Regions from separate parts of the Mus musculus genome. Here all the other regions are linked to region 1. The links are chromatin contacts, called in public promoter capture Hi-C maps. All regions are on one chromosome and are shown on one strand. The core of a region is the stretch at or near the end of the contact, and the rest is flanking DNA. Distances in the headings are between cores, read along the strand shown.

Region 1 (4,221 bases), core at 1,035-3,534:
GGCATCACACTGAGAGCACTATGGAACAGCAAACATAAGCCATTTCTTCCCCTAAAGACATCTCAGAATGTAGACTAAAGAACCCAGGTAGTGAGTCAAAAGTAGAGCCAGGATTTTTTTCAAGGAACCAGGCCTGCTTAGGTAGGAGAACTTGGCAGCCTGATCAGACAGATCAAGAATAGCTATGGACTGCCTGTCAGTGCTGTGGCTTATCTCTCTCCTTCACAGTGAAGGATCGGCCTATTCGGGAGCTTCCTTAGATGTCAGGTATACGGCTTAGTTTGGAAGCAGATCTTAGGGGAAAGAGATAGACTTAGACTGGCTATGTTGGAAGGTAATCTTTCTGCAGTCCTTTGAACGAAAAGGGCCCCCACCGGCTCATAGGGAGTGGCACTATTAGGAGATGTGGCCTCGTTGAAATAGGTGTGGCCTTGTTGGAGGAAGTGTGATAATGTGGGTGAGCTTTGAGGTCTCAAGAGCTCAAGGCAGGCCCAGTGTCTCACTCTCTTTCTGCTGCCTGTGGATCCTAATGTAGAACTTCCAGTTCCTTTCCAGCACTGTGTCTGCCTGCATGCCACCATGCTTCCCACCATGATGGTAATGGGCTCAATCTCTGAACTGCTAGCCAGCTTCAGTGAAATGTTTACCATTATAAGAGTTGTCATGGTCATGGTGTCTCTTCACAGCAGTAGAAGCCCTAACTAAGACACTTCCCCTCTGGATGAAGAGACCTATTATGATACAAGATACCTTTAGCATATCTGAACTGGATGCAGAACATAAGATGGTGAACTTTGAACCTTGTGTGGTCAGTGAAAAAGAGTTCGGGGGGCCTTGAGAAGATGATCATGGTTTGCACAAGGGAGGCATGTATACACATTGTCAGAAGGTGGGTTTCAGTAATTCAAAATAAGAGCAAATTATTTGAAGATGTTGTCAACTGAGGGGCTGTGGACAGCTGATGGCTTCAGAGGGAGGAATAATTGGTTTTCTTTAAGAGCGTGCCCCTGGTAGGTTGACTACACTGCAGTGGATGATTCTACACCTAGGAGGATATGGGCAGCATAAACTGGGTTCCACGAGCTATGGTTAAAGACAAAACAAAACAAAACAAAACAAGACAAAACAAAACAAAACAAAACAAAACTCCATGACATTGGGTTGGTAGAGACGGGAGGATGGATCTAGAGAGAGTTGAGGGAAGGGTTAGCGTAAAAATGACCAAAATACACTGCACGAAATTCTCAAAAATTTAATAAAAATACATTTGAAACAAGAAACAAGTTTTTTCTACATGTGGATCCTGAGGTCGGAGGATTGCTAGAAATTTGAGGATAGGTAGGTGGGTGAGGTATGCAGCACCTGTCATGATAAGCAATGGTGAAAGGCAGGACTTTGCTCAAAATAACAAGAACAAGAGAAAAACCAAGCATTCACATCTCCATCTTTCAAACCTAGGTGGATCCTTCACTTGACTTACTCCATAGAACACGGCAGAGGTGATATTCAATTTCCAAGGCCAGCCCGCAAGACATTCTGTAGCTCCTGCTCTTATCCAGCTGTTGATAAAGTCTTCCACAAAAGGTCAGCTCAGGTGTCCCAGCTGCCCTGATCCCTGGAGTGACTCCCATTTAAACCTGTAGCTCACGAAGTGCATGTGTATGCAGAGGACAAGCCAGCAGAAGAAATCGTGGGTTTGTTAGCCCAGTGAGCCATGAGAAAGAATTCATTGAAGTAGTTTTAGGTCATGGCTGTTTATGATGTTTGCCCTGTAGCAATGTTTAACTGGCGCCTTCTGCTTACAAGGCCTGGATGTAGCTGATGGCAGTTTTCTGGTGAAAAGGCTTGGGATCCTACAGCAGCTGAGGTACTTTCACCACACTGCTCTCCACAGGAGCCTCTCTCCACATCATCTCTCACAGCGAGACAGCTGGCGTCCCTTAGAATGAGTGGCCTCAGAGAGGGAGGCTGTGGCAAAGATGGAGGCTGTCACATTGTTTATAACCTGACATCAGGCTGGGACAATCAGAAGCTATGTGAAGAGAATACTGTTAACTAGGACCCAGGAGCTTAAACATTTTCAGGTCCACATCATTTCCCAGGAAATCCGCTGTGTTTGAGAGGAGTAAATGTAATGGGAGCTTTAGTTTCCATTAGACAGGAAGTACTTGACTCTCAGTTTTCTCACCCGCCAAGTTAAGTGTCATGTCTGTGTCTGTGCCTGTGTTCCAGGGTTGTGGCGATTATATGAGAGGAGGCATCTGAGGACGCTGTCCACAGAGAAGTTGTTTGAAATCAAGGTTTGACTCTGACCTACATTTGTACTCCACTGTCACCATGGTGACTAGCCTAAGTCTTTATAATTCGTAGCCTTCAGTCTTTCTGTTCTGTTGGTTGCGGTCAGGATGGAATGCAGCTTCATATGTAAAAAAGTCTAGTAGAGTAGAGTACTGGCTCACAGTAGGTACTCAATGAGATTATCCTCCTTTAATATTTTTCATTTTGAATCTCTAATTTGCTCATTTTTTTTTAAAGGAAAGCCTTTGAGGCTTAAAGTTAAGGCCAAATATCAAAGCTGGTTATATTTCAGTAATTCATTCCAAATCTCACAATAACAACGGTTTCCAAGAAACCTAAAGAGATGGAGGCCCAAGGCACTGTCCAAGTTAGCCAGAGAACACTAGCCAACCCCTTGGTACTGAGATTAGCACGAGCCAATCCCTGACATCTCTAGCCTTGTGAGACACAAATCTACATCCCAGAAGACTTGAAATCATAGATCGAAAGGATGAAGGGGCTCAGGAGGTGAGAGCACCCCTCCTGAGCGAGCCTCGGCCATCACTAGTAACACATGGAGTTGAAGGGTAAGTAGCCCAGAGACTTCTTGACTTCTTCATGGGAATCGTTTCCTAGGAGTGGACAGTGGAAGATGATGAATAGAGGCCCCTGGGCCTTCAAGGGGTTAACTGTACAAGCTGAACATCAAGAGAAGGGAAAACAGGCATGGAAAACTTGACCTTTAAGGCTGGAGCCTGTCTCCAGAAGTACCAGCGCTGGGCAAGCAGAACTCCCTACCCCCATGCCCAAGGGACCCCGTGGGCCTTAAATGGCAAGCGATGAGCAGGTTGCACAGTGCTTCTGTATCAATGGGGACCAAGATAAATGTCAGCTGCCAGGCCTCAAAGACAGGCATGACAGAGCACTGTAGAGAAAAGTCACCACAGGCCGTGGAGGAGTCCTTTGGTCTCCCTGGTGGTCTCTAGCAGACCTTTTCTGAGGCTTCATGGTAGAAAAGGGAGCTGAGCAGGCTGGGATGGCAGCAGCTTCTGCCCCTCCTCGTGGCTCTGTACTGTCTTCTCTCGGGCAATCCTCAGGCTCAGCTCAACTATCTCTCCTCATAGGTTGTAGTGGAGGCTCTGCAGCAGCCCATCAATCTGACCTTACTCACAAACAGGTAGGAGACTCGGTTTCTCCCTCCCTCCCTCCCTCCCTCCCTCCCTCCCTCCCTCCCTCCCTCCCTCCCTCCCTCCCTCCCTTCTTCCCTCCCTCCCTTCTTCCCTCCCTCCCTCCCTCCCTCCCTTCCTTCCTTCCTTCCTTCCTTCCTTCCTTCCTTCCTTCCTTCCTTCCTTCCTTCCCTGCCTCTCCTTTTATTTTCCCCAGCTTACAAGTATATTGTAAAGTATATACTAGATCAGGGTTTTACAGCCCTGGAAAAGATGTCTACTACAGAGACTGTGCTCAGCATGAGTTTGGAGGCAGGCAGAGCCAAAGGACTGCAAGGGATAAAGTCAGGACTTTCTAGAGGAGGGAATGACACAGCAAAGCCAGAAAGGAAGAAGATATAGGGAAGAAGTGAGAAGGAAGAGTGCATTCTGGGAAAAAGGCCATGGCCACACCTACCAGCCTTGACTCCGGGTCTGCAGTAGAACGACTGATGTTTCATTGTCCAGTGGCAGGGATGGCCTGGGCCAAGGACAAAGGAAGGCCCAGTCATCCTTACTTCAGGCCAGAAGCATTCAGATATGATCCAAAGTGGAAAAGAAGGACCCCAGGAGACACCAGAAAAGACTCCTCAGAAGGAAGGAGGGTCTGGGGGAACAGGGCAGAGCCTTCCCTGACTTGTACCTCCTCTCAGACGAAGAGCAAGCAATGTTCTCTCCCAGGAAATGTGGAGCTCACAGCCAGTATGTAAGTCCCATAGCAGAGCACTGACTATCGCTA
Region 2 (4,221 bases), core at 1,278-3,777, 190 kb before region 1:
GTTGATGTTTTGAGATGAAAACAGACACTTGAGAAGGTGCCCGATGTTTAGAAAGAATATAAAAGGAACCCCACAAACAGCAAGGATGCTTCTGCATTGCTACATCATGCCACACTTCACTGGTCTTCACCTCAGAGGGAGAAAAGCACCCAAGAACTTCTTGTGGTAGTCCAGCTGCTTCTGGCTGCTTCTGCTGACTCGTGCTGACCTGTGCTGACGAGGTGGAGCCTTGCTGTTTCTGCTGCTGCTACTGATTCCTGTTTGGGGTTTACTATTGAAGTGGACTGGGGTATCCTGACAAGGAAGAGTGGAATCTCCCAAAGGAACTACTTCTAAAAGGTCCATAACACTGCTTTCCTACGAACTTTTTCTCCCTGCTACCTCTGGACGGTAGGTTGAAGCGTTTAAGAACCCTAAATAAAGGAGGTTTTGAGAAACTCTAAGCATACAGATGTCATTTCCTCTGGATACCCAGGAGAGGACCTGTGAGATCACAGTCCATCTGTATTTAGTACTTTGAGGAAGCACCATGCTATTTAACAGAAGGCCACACTGCTTTACGTCCTGACCAGCAGATGACAGGTGCCCCTCCCCCCATGTCCTCGGCAACTCTTGTCAACTTTTCTGTTTGGTGGCAGCCATTTAAACCTCTGTAAGGCAGTACCTGGCTGCAGTTTTAATTGACACTTTCTTGACACTTACTGAGCCAAGTACTCTTTAGAGACCCATCAGCCCCCTGCGTATCTTCCCATGAGCAGTGTCTGCTTAGGGCATCTATTTTAAAGCAAAGTTTTCTTCTTGAAGGTATAAGCCAAATACTCATCTACTGCCCAGTGACAGACTGCCCAGATTTTATTTATTTCAATCAATTCCAGTTACTGTTTAACTCACTTTTCCCTTTCTGAATCTCAGTATAATTCAATCATACTGACATTAATATAATATCTACTAATATGAGATTCTGGAGATGAGCTATTCTGAATTGAGAGGACATTACATATTTTTGTTTTGTATATATGTATGTTTATATAAATGCATGTATTTTTACATGTGTGTAAATGGTGTGTGTGTGTGGGGGGGCAGTCAAAGGTCAATCTTGTTTGAGAATCTCTTTGCTGTTGGTCCTCTGATTCTAAACACTGTAACATGCCTATGTTGCTGTGCCAAGCTTTTAACTAGGTTCTGGGGGCTTGAACTCCGCAAGCACTTTTACCCTGAGGCAAATCTCCAGGCCCCAGATATAGTTCTGATGCTTTCTCAACTGTGAATGAATTATCAGGTGGGAGTTAAGTGAGCCTCCCGCATCTGCCTCACTGAAACTGAATCACCCAAGAATGCATCCAGCTCAATTTCTGTATTTTATAGAAGTAGAAAATAAAACTGCTCCAAGTCATGTGAGGAGTGACAAAGGCAGACACTCAAAGGTTATATGTACAGTTACATACATGTTAACACACGGGCAACACATGTTTGTGATTTTGTCTGTACATGTTACATGTCCACTTCCTCTCATAGGCATTATCAGCCGTCATGTTCTTTTGTTTTTCAATGATAACTGAAGTATAATTTTATAATTTATAATTTTAGTGACTATGATTTACTTACTTACCTAAATTACTTAACTTTGAGTTAGTGATCCTATCATATTTTCATACAGAACTAAAACTAAGAAAATGAAAACAGGCAAAATCCCAGAGGAAAGAGCAGAAGTCACTGAGGGCCAGAGCACGTGCTCATTCTTCAGGCAGCAGCCACGAAGGAAGCTGCCTTGGAGGAGGACATGGAGGCTATTGTTACTTCTCGCTGCTCTGACGTAACACCTGGCTTGTGGGCCATTGCTGTAGGAAGGTGGGGGTGGGGAGGGCACGTGTCAATTAACCTAATCCAGAGAACCCCTCACAGACATGCTGAGTGGTTTGCCTGAGTGGTTCTAGATCCTGTCACAGTGACAAAGATGGGCCATTTGAGGCAGGATCGTCTCTCCAGGACCTTCATGAGGCAGGCACCATGGTGGTTCCTGAGGGTGAGCGGGGTCCCGTTCCCAGGGAGCTCCCGAGGACCGTCACCGTGCTCCACTAGCCTCATCTCCCAGTTACCACTACGGACACTCTAGCATATACTCACGCCATCCAGCAAATGTTTTCAAACCTTTTTTTATGTCCCTGGTGGTGTTTTGCCTAATATGTCTGTGTACCTCAAGCATGCAGTACTCTCAGAAGCCAGAGGAGAGCATTTTCTTCCCTGGAACTGACTGAGTTCCTGTGGGTCCTCTGGAAGAGTAACCAGTGCTTTCCGCTTCTGAGCCATCTCTCCAGCCCTGTCATCCAGCAATTTAATAACAATGTATTGACGCAAGCTCACCTCACCCCTGGGAAGACCCCCTGGCTGCCTGGGAAACCATTACCCCTGGCCCCTTGGGGCTAGCTTGATCCAGCAGCTGGGGTATTTACTTTGTGTCCTAGTGAAGTCCTCTTTATTTCCAACGTTCACTGTAAACACTGGGCTAGTATTCCACCTCGTAACTATACTGTTACAAACAACTTTAAACAACAGACTGACAGTGGAGAGGAGAAAGGACCACATTTACAGACAGCTCTTATGCTGAACTCAGCCCCATCAACTTGAGACTTAAAATGTCGCACTGTTCTTGGGGCCCTTTTAACCCTTAGCTTGGCTGCGTTTAAGTCTGAGTTGGAATTGGAGCAGTCAGATGAAATGTAACAAGCTGCTAAACTCCAAATTACAAACTGAAGGTTTATAAAGTAAAATATGTGGTGACTCTTGACTCCACAAGGCTGTGCCTTTCTTCCAGGCCTCCCATCTAGTTATTACTGTTCTGCTACTTTGAATCAAGTATCTAGAACCTTCTGCTAGAGCTCTTTAACGATCATCAAGTAAGTATAGTGCTCTTGTTTCAAAACTATAATTAAATAAGGATGTGGCTTGAGAGTGTTACCTGCTGTGAAAACAGGAGCCAGCGTTGGGTATTTGCAGACTAGAAATCTTTAAGGCCACATGGCTGCTTGTGAAAATTTTTAATCCCTTTCATCTTCAGGGGCAATGGGACTTTAGAAAGCACTACATTCTCAACAGTGTAGGCTTTATCTAAAAATACCCTCTGTGTGGAACTCTGAATTGGAATGGGGCTTGATCCTCGCTGTGCCAATTGTTTGTTACCAGGCAAGGATGTTTGAAATAGTCTCTGGTAAGAAAGAATTGTTCGCCTAACTGCAGGGACTGGAGGTGCAAGCTCTTGGCTCTGTGATTTCTGCCACTCTAAAAACTCTCTGTCTCTTACATTTACCAGGATTTTCTTTTTTAAGTGTCCATTTTTTTTTGTATTTGTTTGATGATTAAGATTAATTTAAAATAGCTCCTATTAGTATAATTCATGGAGATTCAAAATGACTAAAACATTATACTTACTCCAGATGCAGAAAGCCAATACGAAGTCAACTATACCTGCCAGGGGAAAACTTTATTTTAAAAAGTGTATGTGGGTGCATCCTGACTGCTGGGGGAGGGGTTGGGAGGCCACTGATAAACAGTTTTGTTACAATTATTTTCTAATGCCCAACACTGCAAATAGCAAAATCACCACTCTCTGCTGTGGGGAAAGGGAGCCCTGGAAAGATTAAAATTGTTTTTTCTAGCAGTGGACAAGTCTCCTTGCTGTTTAACCTCATCCTTCCAGAGGTCCCAAGGCTTGCAGGAGAGGAGCCTCGACATGGCGGAGGATCTATGTTCCCTGGAGTAGGAAGTCTGGGCCTGCATGCCAGCGACAAAGTACCCTAACGAAATGACAAAGAGCACAGGGATGGGACATGTGAGGCGATGCTCCATCAAGACTGACTTACTGAGTAACTCCACGGACAGACACGATACAAAGTTCTTTACACACGGAGTCTCTTTAAATCCTTGATATAGTCCACATGAGGCATAGAATAGTCCCACTTCACATATAAGGAAACCAGACCGAAATAATGAACGACAGACCTAAGCAGCATGCCCAAAGCTGTAAAGGAAGCCACGGAGCAGATGGCTCAGTCCAGGTCCCCAGTATCAACAGTCTCAGTGACGGACATAGGTTCCAAGGTACTGTAAGAAGCAGCGCTTGGCTCTCTCTCTCTCTCTCTCTCTCTCTCTCTCTCTCTCTCTCTCTCAGTGGCCCGCACCTCACCCTTTCTGACTGCCTTAGGATTTTATTGAGTCTCCAGTCCC
Region 3 (4,221 bases), core at 1,165-3,664, 150 kb after region 1:
CAGGTTCCTACCCTGTTTGAGTTCCTGTCCTGGCTTCTTTCAATGATGGACTACAATGAAGAAGGGTAAGACAGGTAAACCCTTTCCTCTCCAACTTGCTTTCGGTCAGAGTGTTTCATCACAGCAACAGTAACCCTAACTAAGACACATCCTTAATGCATCCATCAGGACAGACACATTGGGACTAAAGCTTCCAGTTTTAGGATGGGCATTTCCTTCTCAAGCAGTGTGTCTAGAGTGCACTAGAAGAGGAGATTTGGTCATTGCGTTTTCTCAAGGACACGGGTTGAGACTTCATCCTGACACCTTCTTCCCTGATCAAAACAACAGTGGGAAGGAAATGTCAGAAACAACATGCAAGTCACATGGCTATACTTTGACAGGGGCAAATGCAAGCCTGATGCATACACTCAAAGAGAAACCAGGAACACATTGCACTGTATTGACGGTTCACATTCAGTTCTCTGCTTGGCTCTGGGATCCTACAATGGTTGATTACTAGCATCTCTCAGAAGTCCATGTAATAAAGTCTTGGGCACCAGGCTAGCATTGTTGGGATAATGTGAAGGGTATCTGAGTTATTGAGTGCACCCCAGGTCTGTTTGTGGATCTGCACAGTTGTTTTACTGAAGTTGTGGGTTGAAGATGACAGAGGCTGCTGGCTGAAAATGAGGGAAGTATTGGTACAATGTATTTGTACTTCCAAATTTCAGCTTCTCCTTCAAAATCTGGAAAGGAAGCCCGTCAAGAGAGATCATGTTAAATAAAGTATTAACTTGAACACCTGCTTTTGTGCAGAAACAGCTACCAATGTATTTCCATCCTGACCCGGTCAACAGTTCTGCCAATTACTTGAATGACTACAGATGTTGACACGTTAAAAACATTAGCAGACTACATGAAGCTGGAACTGAGTTGTTGGCGTGTGTAATTTAGGTGATGGAGTTATGATCCAAAGCTGGAGTCATGGATTGGAATAATGAGTTCACTCTAAACGATCAACGTGCAGCATTTGGATCTAAAGGTAAATTGCACAATCTTGGGATGGTAGAACCTCCAATAACAGCATGTATAAAAAGTCTCCATGTTTCTCTATTGACACGAATTGCTATTAGTCAACCGTGGGATACAGCAGCCAACTGAGTTAAAGAAATGCCAATCTGTCCATATGAGAACCTGCTGTGGGGCATGGCACGGAGCTCACGGACTTTTTGTCCAGCAGTGTGCAAAGCTATGAGCTCAGTTTGGTGTGTTACTTGAGTATCTAGTCAGAAGAGCCTGGCCAGAGGAGAATAATAGGATTGTTAATAGAACAAGAACATCCAAGGAGCAGGTGGAGGGGCTGAGACAAAGTAACTCGGAGGATAGAGACCAGACTGGGGAATGTGGAGTGGACTGTGGAGTGCAGTCTTTGGGTAGCCACATCTATGGGGTAGAGGAGGAAGAAACTTGTGTTGAAGAAGGCAGAACAGGAGAAAGCATGTAGGGATGTTGACTTTAACTCACAGTGGAGAAGAAAATCTGGTGAAAGTTAAGTCTCTTGTAGAGTTTGTCAAAAAGAGATTTGCAACAACAAAAAGTAGACTTACCAATGCTCCCAGTTTATCCAAGATTCAGGGAATTTTTCTAAGACTTGGGATTTTGAGTAGTTATACCAGAATAATCCCAAGCAGACCTGTATAAACTATCTGTCTGATCAAAATTTTGCTTTAATTGCCCTACTCTCTGAGAGCTTCTATGATTTCTAAAAAAGAAAGAAATGCTTTTCCCCAGAAAAGTCTCAGACAAAGATATAATCCACAGACAGTGTTTTTGGCTCCAATCCAGGCTAATTTAATCACACAGGACTTTTTAATGTTCCTTAAGTGCTTGTCCCACATCGGTGTCTGAGCTGGGAGGTCACCGCTGGTGGAGTCATTACCTCCAATTGTATCAAACAATCAGGTGAACACTTCCTTCCCTGCTAAAGTCATCCATTAACATTAATGAGGTTTAAAAAAAAGAAAACGGAAAAAAAAAACCCAAATGCTGTACTTTTCATAAGAAGTCACAATGGATGATGTCTTGATTGTTCAAATTACTGCTCTAAAGAGGAGGTGAACCTGAGAGCTGTCGGTCAGATGGTTCTGTCACAGTGAAGTTTCATGTGGATTGTACACAACCAAAGAACTCTTTGTGCTCAATGTGTCCTTTGGAAACTCGGCTCTGTTCTCTTTTAATCACCCATTATATTTGTAATTCTGCTCTGAACTTACTAAACCAAACTGCAACCCTGTAGGTCTGCTCATTCTCGAAGGCTCAGGGTTTGTGTATTTAGAACAAGGCCTTCACAGGGAGGCTTTGTCCCTTGGAGTTCTTCCTGGTGGCAGGCCACCTTCCCTTTCTAGTGGCTCAACCTTAGGGAAACCATGAGATACTCTCGCCGGGGTTTGCCAACTTCCTCAAGCCTTTCCCATAACACAGTTGATAAAGCCATGTGAATAGAGTCCTTTGAAAAGCAAGGAGCAGCTGCTTGTGCAATCTAGCTTTCCATCTCTTACAAAACAAATACAAGAGAAAGCTGGTGGGATGGTAGAGTGGGTAGGGTTGCTCACCCACAGACCTCTCTCTCACGTACATACACACACACACACACACACACACACACACAGAGAGAGAGAGAGAGACAGACAGACAGAGAGAGAGAGAGAGAGAGAGAGAGAGCATAAGATGAATAAATATAGGAAACGTTTTTTTAAATCTCTAAGACACCCAATTTATAGCCAGGAAAGATCTATTTAGAAACTTGTGGTTTCAGAGTTTTCAAACCACAGAAGAATATGGTGCAGCCCTTGAGAAGACATACCTATTACTGGATCTACAACCTCCCTCACTGTGCCCATAAACATTGCTCTGGAACATGAGACTGAACACGGGACTCTGATTTTTCTGCCCTGCCATTCAAAATGGTTTACAATGGAAGCCAGAAATGAGAACATTTTAATACATACTGAACTTTTCATCCAAAATCCCTTTGAAACTTGTTATTGACCCAGTGGTAAATATTGGAAATTCGTTGTTCAAGTTCAGAAAGGCTCATCAAAGATAAATAGCATGTATTCCCAACCACGATAGTAATCCTTACTTTGTCTTGCAAAATTCCAGTCCCGTTTAAACTCTCCTGGGAACTGCTGGCCTTTTTCTGGGTTTGCATCTGAAATTGTCAAAGGGATAAAGGTGGAGTCCCTCTTCGAAAACGACTGGTTACTTCTCTCCATATTTAGTTTCTCCCACATGCACTATCTCACATCCTTCAGAAAGAAGGAATGTGATTTGATCTCCTTACCATTTCCCATGATCAGGATGAAGGTGGTTGATCATAGAATGGAAATCTATTATCCAGGGTGAAGGTACAAACTAGAATCGAGAACTATGTGCTTCTGGTGGTAAAAGAATGTGAGGAGACATAACATGTGGGAACTGTGCTCTAATGCCAGGAACAGAAGAAGGTAATCAGAGCCTGGGGGATTGAAAAGATTTCAAGGGACTATGGCAGATAAGACATAGAACACTTTGTTTTGCCTTGGCACAGGCTGCCACATAGACGGCTAGGCAAACAGAAACCCATCAGGCGCACACAGGCACATGCCAGAACACATGAACATGAGCAGGCAAGGATACTCATGTAGACTGGCATGGAGAACATAGGTGAGTAGTTCACGGGACTACTGACAGACACACACAGGCAGACCAGTAAGGACAAAAGCTAAGTTTCTGACCTCAAGGTCGAATTAATACAATGTGCACACAAAAGCAACGTTCTGACAGAAATAGTTATATATAATAGATTACATCATTGCTTGCTTTTATGTTTCCTTGGCATCTAGTGTCAGCCAGTCTAGCTGAGTAATAAGATTTATACTGTCTATCAGGAAATTCCTCTTTGCGAGTACCGGGGCTTTACTGAGTTCATATAGCCTCATCTTGCTGCTCAATGGCTTTCTACATCTGTTGGGTTCTCCTCTAAGCTGTCCTATCCATGACACGCACTGCCCTTGGCCTATATCCCTCCTGTCACCTGCAGTTCACCCCCTGCCTCCGTTTCCTTGTCTCATTATTAACCCTTCAATCAGTTGTTTTATTTAAATTTGTGCAAAAAAATATTATCCCTGGGCAGCCAAACTCGTCTTTCTTTATGCCATTTAATATGAAAGGCTTTATAAAAAATAATATGTATAGTTC

The links. Promoter capture Hi-C pulls out the DNA fragments that hold promoters and counts their contacts.
Region 2: a promoter capture Hi-C map of cranial neural crest shows a contact between it and region 1. The contact joins two enhancer-like sites. A contact is called at or near these places in 11 of 39 promoter capture datasets (the C10 cell line, cranial neural crest, embryonic stem cells and 7 more), 1 of 484 Hi-C or Micro-C datasets (nephron progenitors), 1 of 115 datasets of contacts at active chromatin or transcription factors (fibro-adipogenic progenitors) and 2 of 9 other capture datasets (adipose tissue and embryonic stem cells).
Region 3: a promoter capture Hi-C map of the C10 cell line shows a contact between it and region 1. The contact joins two enhancer-like sites. A contact is called at or near these places in 5 of 39 promoter capture datasets (the C10 cell line, cranial neural crest, frontonasal cranial neural crest and 2 more) and 2 of 115 datasets of contacts at active chromatin or transcription factors (cardiomyocytes and embryonic stem cells).

What each region holds. Positions count from the first base shown.
Region 1 is chr12:70,674,039-70,678,259 of GRCm38.p6, reverse strand. No RefSeq gene overlaps it. Among named protein-coding and RNA genes, the nearest start is that of Gm32369, 6.1 kb to the left of the region's middle. Within about 2 kb of position 2,284, at least 9 of the 459 cell types and tissues checked have an H3K27ac peak or open chromatin away from gene starts, as enhancers often do.
Region 2 is chr12:70,866,892-70,871,112 of GRCm38.p6, reverse strand. The region is part of intron 2 of Frmd6 (FERM domain containing 6); the gene reads right to left. Among named protein-coding and RNA genes, the nearest start is that of Gm32664, 34 kb to the left of the region's middle. Within about 2 kb of position 2,527, at least 27 of the 459 cell types and tissues checked have an H3K27ac peak or open chromatin away from gene starts, as enhancers often do.
Region 3 is chr12:70,523,119-70,527,339 of GRCm38.p6, reverse strand. No RefSeq gene overlaps it. Among named protein-coding and RNA genes, the nearest start is that of Gm32219, 10 kb to the left of the region's middle. Within about 2 kb of position 2,414, at least 23 of the 459 cell types and tissues checked have an H3K27ac peak or open chromatin away from gene starts, as enhancers often do.